2 separate regions of the Hordeum vulgare genome follow, and region 2 is linked to region 1. Evidence: chromatin contacts called from public Hi-C data. All regions are on one chromosome and are shown on one strand. Each heading gives the region's core, a stretch centred on a gene start, on an enhancer-like site or on the middle of the called end of the contact. The rest is flanking DNA. Distances are from core to core; before and after follow the strand shown.

Evidence for each region. Hi-C and Micro-C count contacts between places; a contact is called where the count stands out from the background.
Region 2: a contact with region 1 is called in a Hi-C map of leaf, with 5 times the contacts expected there. The contact joins two enhancer-like sites. A contact is called at or near these places in 2 of 6 Hi-C or Micro-C datasets (leaf and seedling).

What each region holds. Positions count from the first base shown.
Region 1 is chr3H:42,517,452-42,523,875 of MorexV3_pseudomolecules_assembly, forward strand. No RefSeq gene overlaps it. Among protein-coding and RNA genes, the nearest start is that of LOC123442889, 62 kb to the left of the region's middle. Within about 2 kb of position 1,315, at least 2 of the 3 cell types and tissues checked have open chromatin away from gene starts, as enhancers often do. A contact at or near this core is called in leaf, where this site is marked.
Region 2 is chr3H:42,979,450-42,985,742 of MorexV3_pseudomolecules_assembly, forward strand. No RefSeq gene overlaps it. Among protein-coding and RNA genes, the nearest start is that of LOC123442890, 110 kb to the right of the region's middle. Within about 2 kb of position 4,467, at least 2 of the 3 cell types and tissues checked have open chromatin away from gene starts, as enhancers often do. A contact at or near this core is called in leaf, where this site is marked.

The DNA of each region.
Region 1 (6,424 bases), core at 65-2,564:
ATTTGACATAAATGCCCTTAAATATTGTGATCGTTGGTGTGAATAAGATCGGTGAGGTGGCGCGTATCGCGACAACGGTCGGAACTTTCAACTGTGAAAGCCCTCATGTCTCTCATATTCCTCACTTGAGGCTTTTGTAGGTTTAGGCTTGGGTTGAGCATCATGAGGAAATTCATTCTGTAGTATTACTTCGACCCCCTTTAACAGTACGGTGTTCATAAGACTCAAGATTAAAGAAAACGAAACAGAAAGAGTAAGTCTTCACACTTCGAAGTCTTCAGGGAGTTTTTCTTCGAGGCACACCGAATTCCTCATCTTCAATATCTTCATGAGGAATTTCTTCAGCTGAAGACATATATTTTAGAGGTCGATATTCATCGTATAACTCAAACTCCTCAGCAAGTTATAGGGCATATGTACACTTGTAAACACATTAGTTACTTAACCTATAAGTCTTCAAACCACCAAAATCACTAAGGGCACTAGATGCACTTACAATTGGTACGAGGATCAATTTTCTACAATTGACTTTCAGCCCTCTCTCTTCAGCATAGTGGAGTGTTAATTTTATTTACCTCCATCAGTTGGTTCGCTTCAGGAGGGGGCATCAAAATAGTGTCATCGTCATATTGGATGACACAGAAAAGGGGGTAGGTATGGCTACTAATAGGATCTTGTTCAATTGATATGACATTGCCTTAGGGGGCTCATGTATTATGTGATGGATCCATTTTCTCACGACTAATTATGTGGAAAACCCCTCGAGTTTCAGGCTAATTAAACATGTAGCATGTGGGGCATCTTTCTTATTGCTTCATGCAACATTTGTATTAATAAGCAATATTATACAAAATTAAAATAAAATCATATCCTCTGAGGAAGATATGATGGCCTTATATAGATGCAAATTATATTTTTGATAGTGTCCTTATTATATGTAAAATATGATAGATTAATACAGATGGAGTCGATTTTTTAGAATTGATCTGATACTGTTGTTTATGCCGCTCACATAGATGACCTCATCAAAGGTTGAGTAGTTTCTGGAAAAAATGATTCAAGGTAGCCGTGAACAGGTCAATTAAAAATTACCAATTTGTTTTCTTTGTAGGAGGGAGGCGGCATTCAAAACTACAGATTATCATAGGAGAAACTCTTTAGAAGAAGGAGTGGGCTTCTTACGCCGATGAGATATTTGTGCACTAAATGTACGAGGCTCATTTGATTGTTGACTCTTTCTTAAATTAATTGCACCACGCGTGTGTGGTTCCTATTTAACGCATAGGTCGACAGTTGTCGATCAAACGCGTGTCCTCCCGTGGTCACGACGTGTATTTGGGCTTGCCCAAGTAGCACAGAGCCCCTCTTCTAGTTTTGGGAAGGTTCCTAGACCATTTTTTCGTTCAATATTTCTTTTACTTTTTTCCTTTTCTTCATTTTTTATGTTCATTTCTCCTTCTCTTCTTATTTTTCAATTTTCATTTCTGTTCTTATTTTCTTAATTTTTTTATATATTTTTATATTTTTTAAACATTTTTATATTGTGATTATTTTACTTTGTATCATGGTTATTTTCCAATTCGTGTGCATATTCTCAAATTTATGTATGTTTCCTGAAACCTTGAACATTTTTTAATGTAGTTAACTTGCTTTTATAAGCTGATAAACATTTTCTTAATCATGAACATTTTTTGAATTTTTTAAATCATGAACTTTTTCTTATTTGACGAATACTTTTTGTAATATATGTTATTTTCTACTTAATGAACCTTTTTAAATTAATTATATAATTCTGGAATTTGACACAAGATTTGGAACTGCCAAAAATTATTTAAATTTCTGAGCACATTTTCAAAAAAATCCTTTAACTCTTTCTAATTCATGAACATTTTATGAAATCCCCAATATTATTCAAATTACATAATATTACCAAATTCATTAAAGAAATTAAATTATGTGCTTTTTAATAGTATTTTTTTTCCAAATTTGAGATTCATGAATAGTTCTCGAAGTAAAATAAGAGAGAAAACAAACGGATAAACAGGAGTTCTCAACCCGCACATGGTCCAGCAGAAAACGTTCCGGACCACATGGTGGTGAGCAATTGGTGGCTACTCGCCAACTGCACCGTAAATCCTATTTGACTGCCAAAGACGTCAAATATACGGGGCCACAGCCTCCTTTTTCACGTTTTTCTGTTCATTACTTTATTTGTTTTACTATTATTTGGACATGCAAATATTTTACAATTATATAATGTTAATAAACATATTATATAAAACATTTTAATTTGTTAATCAATAATATGAAAATGTTTGTTATCGGTAGAAAAATGTTTCTCATGTATACAAAAAATGTATACCAAAAATATACACTTTGTACGGAAAAAGGATCATGTGTTTATAAAATAATAATCATGTATTTCAAACATGGTATACAAGCATTTAAAAAAAATTAAATGTGCACACGAAAAATGTTTCTCATCTATAGATACAATATAAATAATGTGCATGAAAAAACTTAACTTTTCATTTAAAATATATTAAAGAAAATTTGAAAATGTCTAATCAATTGTTTGAAAAATGTTAATCAAGTATTTGAAAAATGTTAAATGTGCATATAAAAATTATTTTACACATATACGATTGTTTTCATTATGTATAATAATAATCTTGATCATGTAATTATAAATGTTAAACTTGTGTTTAGAATTTTAATCATGTGTCTAAAATTTTGATAATGGAAATAAAATATTTTCCTGACACAGAACCTAACATTTTCATATATTTCAAAAACATTTTTATATACATGTTCAACATTTTTTAAATAATGATATGTTTGTTTCTACTTTTAATAATGTACATAGAACTTTTTTTATACATCAGGAATAAATTTTCTATACACATATATAATTCTGAAACTACATGATATTTTTTTATATAAACATAATTGAAACCAAGGATCCAACGAAAAACATATAATAAAAAAGAGTAAGGTAAACTAAAAAAATAGAATAACCAAATGAAAGCATCACAAAATGAGTCAAAACAACAAAGACCAAGAAATAAAGAATACCGTTAAAAATATTATATATGTGAAAAGAACCATGAGGAAAAAGAAGAACAAATGGAAAAAGAAAAAGAAAAACAAAGATAATCAATGAAGAAACAAAGAAAACTATTATATAAAAAAGATAAATAAAATACTAAGAAAATATGTGTTGAAACAAAGCAAACAGAAGTATAACGCGAAAAAAACCCCACTGATCTAAGAAAGATAATTGATGAATAAACAAATAAAATATAGGAAAAGAACAATAAAAGTGAAAAACAAAGGTAAAAGGAAAAACCGTAACAAACTGAGCGACACCTACCAAGCGATGAGCAAGCGAAAAATGGACCAGCTTATTACTCTAGCACACACAAAATGCTTCGGACTAGAGAACATCCTATGTCACGTGAAGGGAGATATAGCTCCTGCAGGAGACCTCGGGCACTTCTTGTTAAAGCCAATGCTTTAACAAGCCCGAAAGCCTTGAAGGCGCTTCAGGAGGCCACCAAAGCCCGTGAGGCGAAGCACGCCGATCGTGGCTCCGAGCTAGCGAGGGCAGCATTCGAGCAGATCGCGGAGCGCGATCGCTTGGAGGCGCTTTAGCGCGAGGTTGCTGAGGCTCGAGACGCCCATGCGAAACAAGTCTCCGAGGCCAACGCCAAGCTCATCGCTCGAGAAGAGGAGGCCCGGGGCGTAGCCGATGCGAAGGCGGCAGCGGACTGTGACGCGCTCTCCTCTCTAGAACTCAGAGCCCGCCAAGCTCTGAGCTCCATCTGCGGGTTGGCGCTCGAGTCTCCCCACGTTCCTCACGACGTCGGCTATGCCGAGTTTTCTTCCGAGATCGTGAAGGAGCTTGAGGGCGCGGACAAGAAGGTAGACACTATCCTCGATGAGGAGTGCCGCAACCCGCGTCTTCAGCCACCTCCTCCTTCGCGATCCCCTCTTCGAGTTTGAAGGGGTGATCGACCATTTGCCTAAGGAGTATCACGGTGACTTGGCGAGTGCCTTCGAGGGCCACATGCGTACGTTGCTCGAGAAGTTCTCTTGCGATGATGACGAGGAGTCCGGCGAGGAGCCCCCTGCCTTGCCCTGAAACAGATTATATTTGCCTCGGGGAAGCGTGAGGCAACACCTTCATTGTATGGAACAATTTGAATTCTGTAATAACTGCTTGCGATTCGTAATGTCTATCTCCGCGCTTGTTTTTCTCTTGCTTGTCTTTGTGCTTTGTGCCGGCAGGGCCCAACCCTCCATGTATCTCAGCCGTCATTAGATTACCGCAAGGTGAGAGGCTACATGGACAATGAAGGTCCTAAGTTGCGATGCTCGGGCACCCCCCTTGATGCACAAGTGACTCGCTTGAGGACCTTCACGTTCCCCTCCAGAAGCCTTGGCGCTCTGTGTTGGCAGGGCCCAACCCTGCGCGTATCTCAACCACTACTGGATTACCACGAGGTGAGAGGCTACATGGCCAGTGAAGGTCCTGAGTTGCGATGCTCACACACCCCCCTTGACGCGCAATCGACTCCCTGATGGCCCTAATATTCTCCTCCGAAATCCTTGGCGTTGTGCGTCGGCAGGGCCAATCTTGCGCGTATCTCAACCGTCACTGGATTACCACGAGGTGAGAGGCTACATGGCAAGTGAAGTTCGTGAGTCACGATGCGCAGGCACCCCCCCCCCTTGACGCGCAAGCGACTCCCCTGAGGGTCCTAGTACTCACCGTTTGGAGCCTTTGCGCTCTTTGTCGGCAGGGGCCAACCCTGCGCGTATCTCAACCGCCACTGGATTACGAGGAGGTGAGAGGCTACACGGCCAGTGAAGGTCTTGAGTCGCGATGCTCAGGTACCCCCCTTGACACGCAAGCAAGTCCCGCTCCGTGATGAAGGCCTTTAAATCTTATTCGGTAGGGTCCAACCTTACGCGTATCTCAACTGCCACTAGATTACCAGGAGGTGAGAGGCTACAGGCTCAGTGAAGGTCCTGACTCGCGATGCTCACACCCCCCCTTGACTTGCAAGTGACTCTCACACAGGAGAATTTGTGAGATATCCGTGTGGCCTCCTTTTTGCGCTTGGGGTGTCGCGCGGGAACTAGACACCAAGGACCTCACGAGGTGACGTGCATGGAGGTGAGCCCGCAAAACAGATCTCGATCGCTTGGATTTCTCAGCGCTGAAGGGACAAACCCGAGCACAGGCACCGTGTCCTAGCCCCCGCCCGTGCGAGGTACAAGGGGAAGCTGACGAGCGTGGAGCTCCGATGATCCTCTCCAGCGTGATGCATGGGGCTTCCACTTAGGAGTGGGCATAGTCGTGGTTCGATAGTAATTCCACCAGCACACAACATGGGGAGTTCCACTTGGGCGTGGGCGGGAGCCCCCTCCCGAGGCCACGACGCGACCCGTCATGGGATTCCACTTGGGGAGGATCCTGAGCATGTACAACCTCAAACTCATTACTATGTGAGAGTGTCACGCGCGGCGATTTACTCAGGTGTCGCACACCCCACGCACAAGGCTCGGGAGCTCCTAGCCTCAGCCTTCAGGCGGGTTGCGCCTCATTCTTTGCACATCAACGCGCTCACGGAACCTGCGACATGGAGGGGGGTGACACGTGCCGGATGACCGTCACGAGGCCATTGCACGAAGATGTTAGGCACCGAGGACCCATGGAGGTGACGTATACGGGCGTAAGCCCTTCATTCAAAGCTCAGTCACTCAGATTTAGCAACACTGCAGGGACGAACCCAAGCACACACGCCGTGCCAGGTTCCTTCATGGAATGATCAAGAAAAAAAATCACCCGTCTCATAGCGCCCGAGGCGACGAAGCGCCAAACCAGCAGTGATGCATTTCAAGCGAACAACATAAGTTTTGAAGGGAAATAACAAAGTTTACCACACAACCAAAAAGAGAAAACTTCACGAGGGCGGGCCCTCATGCTTGAGGGTAGTGCAGCTTGAAGGGTGCCCTCGATCTTGGATGAGACGGGACTTCACCAGGAGACCGTGTTATCATGGGAGCTGTGGGTCACTGGATGAAGCGCGTCGTGAAGGATGATCTCCTTAGGGGTCGGATGCCTCCCGGAGCTGTGGGGGCTCGCAAGGCCGTGGTGCCACGCGAGGCGCCAATGTGAGTCGTGCTACGGCAACAAAAGTCCTTCCCCGGTAACGGCGCCAGAAATTCTTCTTGCTACTTCTCAAACAACAGCGCTAGAAATTGACACGTTGACAGAGACTTACTTGCGTTGGTTTTTCCCTTGAAGAGGAAAGGGTGATGCAGCAAAGGAGCAGTAAGTATTTTCCCCAGTTTGAGAACCAAGGTATCGATCCAGTAGGAGGGTCTCGTAAAGTCCAGAGTACCCGCGCAAACA
Region 2 (6,293 bases), core at 3,217-5,716, 470 kb after region 1:
AGTGGTGTCATGTGAACGTCGACTACATGACACTTCACCATATTTGGGCCTAAGGGAATGCATTGTGGAGTAGTTATTAGATGATGGGTTGCTAGAGTGAACACAAGCTTAAACCCTTGTTTATGCGCTACATCGTAAGGCACCGGTTTGGATCCAAAAATTTAATGCTATGGTTACATATTTATCTTAATACTTTTCTCGTGGTTGCGGATGCTTGCGAGGGAATTAATCATAAGTAGGAGGTTTGTTCAAGTAAGAACAACACCTAAGCACCGGTCCACCCACATATCAAACTATCAAAGTATCAAACACGAATCAAGCTATCATGGTGAAAGTGACTAGATGAAATTCCCGTGTGCCCCGCTTTGCCTATTATAAGAAACCAGTTTGTCCTATCCTTTGCCACAAAAGGATTGGGCTACCTTGCTGCACTTATTGTTACTCATGCTACTAGTTTTTTGATACAACTATCTTGCTATCAAACAACTTGTTATCGCTATTTCAGTGCTTGCAGAAATTACCTCGCTGAAAACCACTTGGCATTTCCTTCTACTCCTCGTTGGGTTTGACACTCTTACTTATCGAAAGGACTACGATTGATCCCCTATACTTATGGGTCATCACTGCTGCGGCGGGATGATACGTCAAACAAGCTCATGGCGTAGCCAACACGGTTAGGCCGGAGCTCGGCCACGGCGACGGAGTCCCAAACTTTCGACACGCTTCGCCGACGTGGGTCCATAACTAAGAGTACCTATAACTAGTTAGGGAGAAGAATCGGAAGTGAATGTATTTTGATAACCCACTAGTTTATATAGGCCGAACTTAGTGCTCGTGTTCAAGAGTAACGAATGAGAGCACTATATAATATATCTACGGCGTCGCAGCATGTCCGACATCAGCAATATATTCTGACATTTTGATGGCACTCTGCTCCGAATCCACTCCAACACTAACTACACAAAGCTGGGGAACCAATTCGTCCAATGCCATCGCTATTTGAAAAAATTAGTGCTTGCGTCGCGTCTAATTTCAGCGCCACCAACATATGGTGTGGCTGTTGGGGAACGTTGCATGGGAAACAAAAATTTTCCTACGCTCACCAAGATCAATCTAGGAGATGCACATCTACGAGAGGAGAGATTGAATCTACATACCCTTGTGGATTGCAAAGCGGAAGCGTTCAAGAACGCGGTTGATGTAGTGGTACGTCTTCACGATCCGTCCCACGAACTCCGGATCAAGTGCTGAACGGACGGCACCTCCGCATTAAACACACGTACAACTTGGTGACGCCTTCATCTCCTCGATCCATCGAGCGATGCTGAAGTAGCAGCCCGAGTCTTCCGACAGCACGACGGCGTGGTGAGCTGTTGGTGGTGACAACTCAGTAGGGCTTTGCCATGCGGTATTTAGAGGAGAGGAACTACGAGGGAGAGGAGGAGCAGCGCTGCGGCAAGTTGTCGTGTGGCTGCCCTCTCTCTACCTCTCTATATGTAGGGGGAAGGGAGAGGGTAGGGTTCCCTAGCGTTTCCCCTAGGGAGGGGGTGGCGGCTAGAATTGGTTGGCCCCTCCCACTTGGGTGCCTTGCCACCCAAGTTGGGCTGGCGGCGTCCTAGGAGGAGGCTTCCTCCCCTTCAGTCGAAGTGCGCAGGGGTGAGGGGTTGCACAAAGACCCTTGGTGGGCTACGGTGCCCCCTCTCCTTGGACCATGAGGCCCCCCAACAATTGTCGGGGCCTCTGAAACCCCTTTCGGTATTCCGTCATTCCCTCAGTGCGCCCCGGAACACTTCCGGACTGCGATGACCTTCATCCTATATATCAATCTTCACCTTCAGACCATTTCGGAGTTCCTCATCACGTCCGGGATCTCATCCAAGACTCCGAAAAACCTTCGGTCACCAACACAATGACTCAATCATGCTTATATCGTCACCGAACCTTAAGTGTGTAGACCCTGCGGGTTCGAGAACTATGCAGACATGACCGAGACTCTCCCCGGTCAATAACCAATAGCGGTACCTAGATGTCCATATTGGTTCCTACATATTCTACGAAGATCTTTATCGGTTGAACCTCTATGTCAAGGATTCATTTAATCTCGTATGTTGTTCCCTTTGTCCATCGGTATGTTACTTGCCCGAGATTCGATCGTTGTTATCTCCATACCTAGTTCGACCTCATTACTGGCAAGTCTCTTTACTCATTTCATAATACAATATATTGTGACTAACTCCTTAGTCACATTGCTTGCAAGCTTCTTGTGATGTTGTATTACCGAGTGGGCCCTAGTGATACCTCTCCATCATACGGAGTGATAAATCGTAGTCTCGATCCATGCCAACCCAATAGACACCCTTGGAGATACCTATAGAGCACCTCTATAGTCACCCGGTTACGTTGTGACATTTGATACATACAAGGCATTCCTCCGGTGTCCGGAAGTTGCATGATCTCATGGTCATAGGAACATATACTTGACATGCAAAAAACAGTAGCAGTAAACTGACACGATCATATGCTACATTTATAGTTTGGATCTTTGTCCATCACATCACTCTCCTAATGATGTGATCCCGTTATCAAATGACAACTCATGTCTATGCAAGGAAACCTTGACCATCTTTGGTCAACGAGCTAGTCCTTTAGAGGCTCGCTAGAGATAGTGTGTTGTCTATGTATCCAATCAATATAATTCTAGCATGGATAATAAACGATCATCACGAACAAGGAAATATAATAAAAACTAATTTATTATTGCCTCTACGACATATTTCAATAGTAGCTACCGATTTCTCCACTAGTGTGAGGAGCCCTACTTCGAAAGCCTCCCAATCGTCACTTTCAGGCGCCACCATTTGGAGAGTTCTGACTTTTTAGATGGTTTTTTCGGCTTTTCGATTTTCCACCTGTATTTCTTAGAGTTTGGATGATTTTTTTCGAAAAAAACATTTGCATGAAAATACGTGTTCTTTTTTTTTCCCTCAAGAGGCATTGTTTTGTTTCCGCGAGAGGCACGACCGTGCCTCCTGAAAACGGAAAAAATCCGTTTTTACTTTCCTCGAGAGGCATGCTTTTGCTTTCGCATCCGTGCCTCTCGGAAGTGGAAAGAAAAAAGCATTTTTCCCTCCTAGACAGGAATAGTTTTATTTCTTACACGAGAGGCACGTCCATGCCTCTTGAAAACAAAAAAAAAACACATTTTTTTTTCTTCGTGAGCGACATGGGTTTTTGTCCACTTTTTTTAATAAAAAATTGTTAAAATCTATTAATATAGGATCTAGTTTTGAAGATCCCGACGCGAGGATTCCAACGATGAAAAAAGATTAAGATTTGAATGCACAATTTATAAGGTGTTTCAAATAAACGAATCTGGAAAAAGGACAAAACTCCTAGCTTGCGACAAGTGACACATTTACGGTGCGCCACTTGTCACAACATGAGAAAGTGAGAGTGAAATTTGAAAAGGATACATCTCAATTAGTGATTTTTAAGATTAACAGCTCCTTGGATGCATATGGGACAAATGCCCATTGGTGCCTCCTTTAGTTGGTCCATCAGACAACGGGCTTTGAAAAAGACCACCCTTAGAGAAACATATTGTTGGGACGAATTTCCAATTAGGCGTTCACTCTGTCAAATACTTGTGGTTTAGTTTTTTTCTTTTTGAGGAATATACTCATGGTTTAGTACTAGGAAATGATGAGGTGGACCGGTACATAAGGTTATAGGAGTTGCGAACCCTCTCGAATGCTTCGTGTCCATTTTTTATGGGTTTTTGACCTTATAGAAGGTTCCTTAATTGGGTCTTCTTATTCGTCTTTTTATTTTTTTTATTTTTAGGTTTGTTTACATTTTTTAAGAAAATGTATATTTCTATTTTTTGCCTTTTTTAAAAAATGTTTGAAAATTCAAAAGTTATTCAATTATGAAAATATATTTGCATTTTTCAAAACATATAGATAATTAAAAAAGTACTATTTTTTTAAAAAAATTATCAGAACTTTAAAATATTCACGTTTTACAAACATGTTCAAATTATTAAATGGAACAATTTATATATTTCTTTCAAAAATATAGAAAGAATTATATCTTTGCAAAATGTTTGCTTCTAAAAGAAAGTTCATTTTTATAAACAATCAGTTTTTCAAGAAATGTTCACTGTTAAAAATCCATTTTATAGGCAGGCACAATTCTAACTAGCGCTACAATAGCAGTGCAAGCAGCTACTCTATAAATTGCACTGATTGTACTTGTAGATGGGCGAGCCAAGTCGTGATCTCAAAATGTTGGGTGTACCTATGCCTCGTTCGCAAGAGCTATATCTCGTTCCACCCGAGATGGAACAAGCTCTCGCTGAAATGTTTACATTAACATCCTGCCCATTAATGAGCACATAAGAAAGGAGAAAATGGGAAACGGGGAGCACCAGGGATCGGGCAAATCCTATTTAACGCTGAACGCATTGGTTAACGTTCATTTTGCAAACAAGTGCCTGTAGTGCACACCACCTTCCACGTGTTGGGCCGGTCCATGAGCATGCGATATATTTATTCGTCAAAAGGGTTAAAAAAGGGAATTAACTAGTTAGCGAGCGCTTCATTGGGAGCCTTCCAGTGATTGTTTCCGCGCGCCGTCACTTGCACGCTTCCAGCCGTCGTCACGTGCCGCGTTCTGAGCGTTTTTTCAGATTTTGTTTTTTATTTTATTATTTCGGAGGCGTTTTAGCCTTTCGAGTGGGTTTTTTTGATTTTTTTGGTGTTACGGTTTTTCACCGGTCTTTCGTAACTTTTGGACGAAAAAAATCACTAAAAACACGTTTTCTGTTTTTTTACGCGAAAAAACGTTTTATTTTATTTTTTTTGCGAGAGACATGGTTTTGCTTTCGCGAGAGGCACGGTTTTTCCTTCGCCGTGCCTCTCGAAAAAGAAAAACGTGTTTTTTCTTTTTTTTGCGAGAGGTACGGTTTTGCTTCCATGAAAGGCACGGTTTTGTCTTCGCGAGAGGCACGTCCGTGCCTTTCGGAAAGGAAAAAAAGCATTTTCTATATTTTTTTTGCGAGAGGCGCGGTTTTGCCTTCGTGAGAGGCACGTCCGTGCCACTCCTAAAAGGAAAAAAACATTTTTTCTATTTTTTTCGCTAGAGGCACAGTTTTGCTTCCGCGAAAGGCATAGTTTTGTTTTCGCGAGAGGTACGTCAGTGCCTCTCCCGAAAAGGGGAAAACGCGTTTTCTCCTCTCTCTTTTTCACGAGAGCCACGATTTTGCTTTCGCGAGAGGCATGGTTTTGCCTTCGCGAGAGGCACGACCCGTGCCTCTCAAAAAGGAAACAAACGCGTTTTCTGTTTTTTTTTCTATCGCGTGAGGCGCGGTTTTTTCGTCAGTTTTTTTCTTTCGGATTTTTCCGTGAAAAAAAAGTTCATCAAAATCTATCAACATTGGATCTAGTTTTTAAGATCTCAACGTGAGAAAGACAACGGTGAAAACGGTACGAGATTTGGACGCATGGTTTAGGAGATAAAACGTTTTAAAATGCAGATCTACGGAAAAAAGGAAAACTCCTAGGTTGTGACTACTGATGCGCCACTTATCACAACCTGTGAAGGTCGGAGTAATCGTTGGAAGGTGTATTCTTTAATTAGTGATTTTGAAAAAAAGTGACCAACGATAGTTCAAAACCGTGACCTCATTCTTCACAGCCGACGTAGCCCACCGCCACGCCGCCGAACATTAGTGCTTCAAAACATGTTTTATTTTTATTTGTTCTCTGAGTTGCGGAATCCTCCAATTTTATTTGGGATTTTTTCCAAACCAGTTTTCCGCCAATTCTTTGGACAATTCTAGGGCGGTTTTATTCTCTTATTTCCATCTTTTTTATTGCATGATTTTTCTATAAATTCGTATTTTTATTGAAAATTGATTATTTTCTTTCAAAAAAATAAATAAACTTATTTCTATAGCAATGAACTTTTTTCAAATGTTACTTGTTGTTTCTTCAAACTCATTGAACTTTTTTATGAATTCTATGAGGGTTTTTTCAAATTAGATGACCTTTTTTAAAATTCAATGAACTTTTCCTTGAATTTTGTGATTTCTTTTCAAATTCGATGAATTTTTTATCGAATTCTATGAACTTTTTTAAACGAGAGGCGCGTCCATGCTTCTTGAAAACGAAAAAATACATATTTTCTTTTTTCTTCGCGAGCGGCATGGATTTTTGTCCACATTTCTAATAAAAAATTGTTAAAATCTATCAAAATAGGATCTAGTTTTGAAGATCTCGACGCGAGGAATC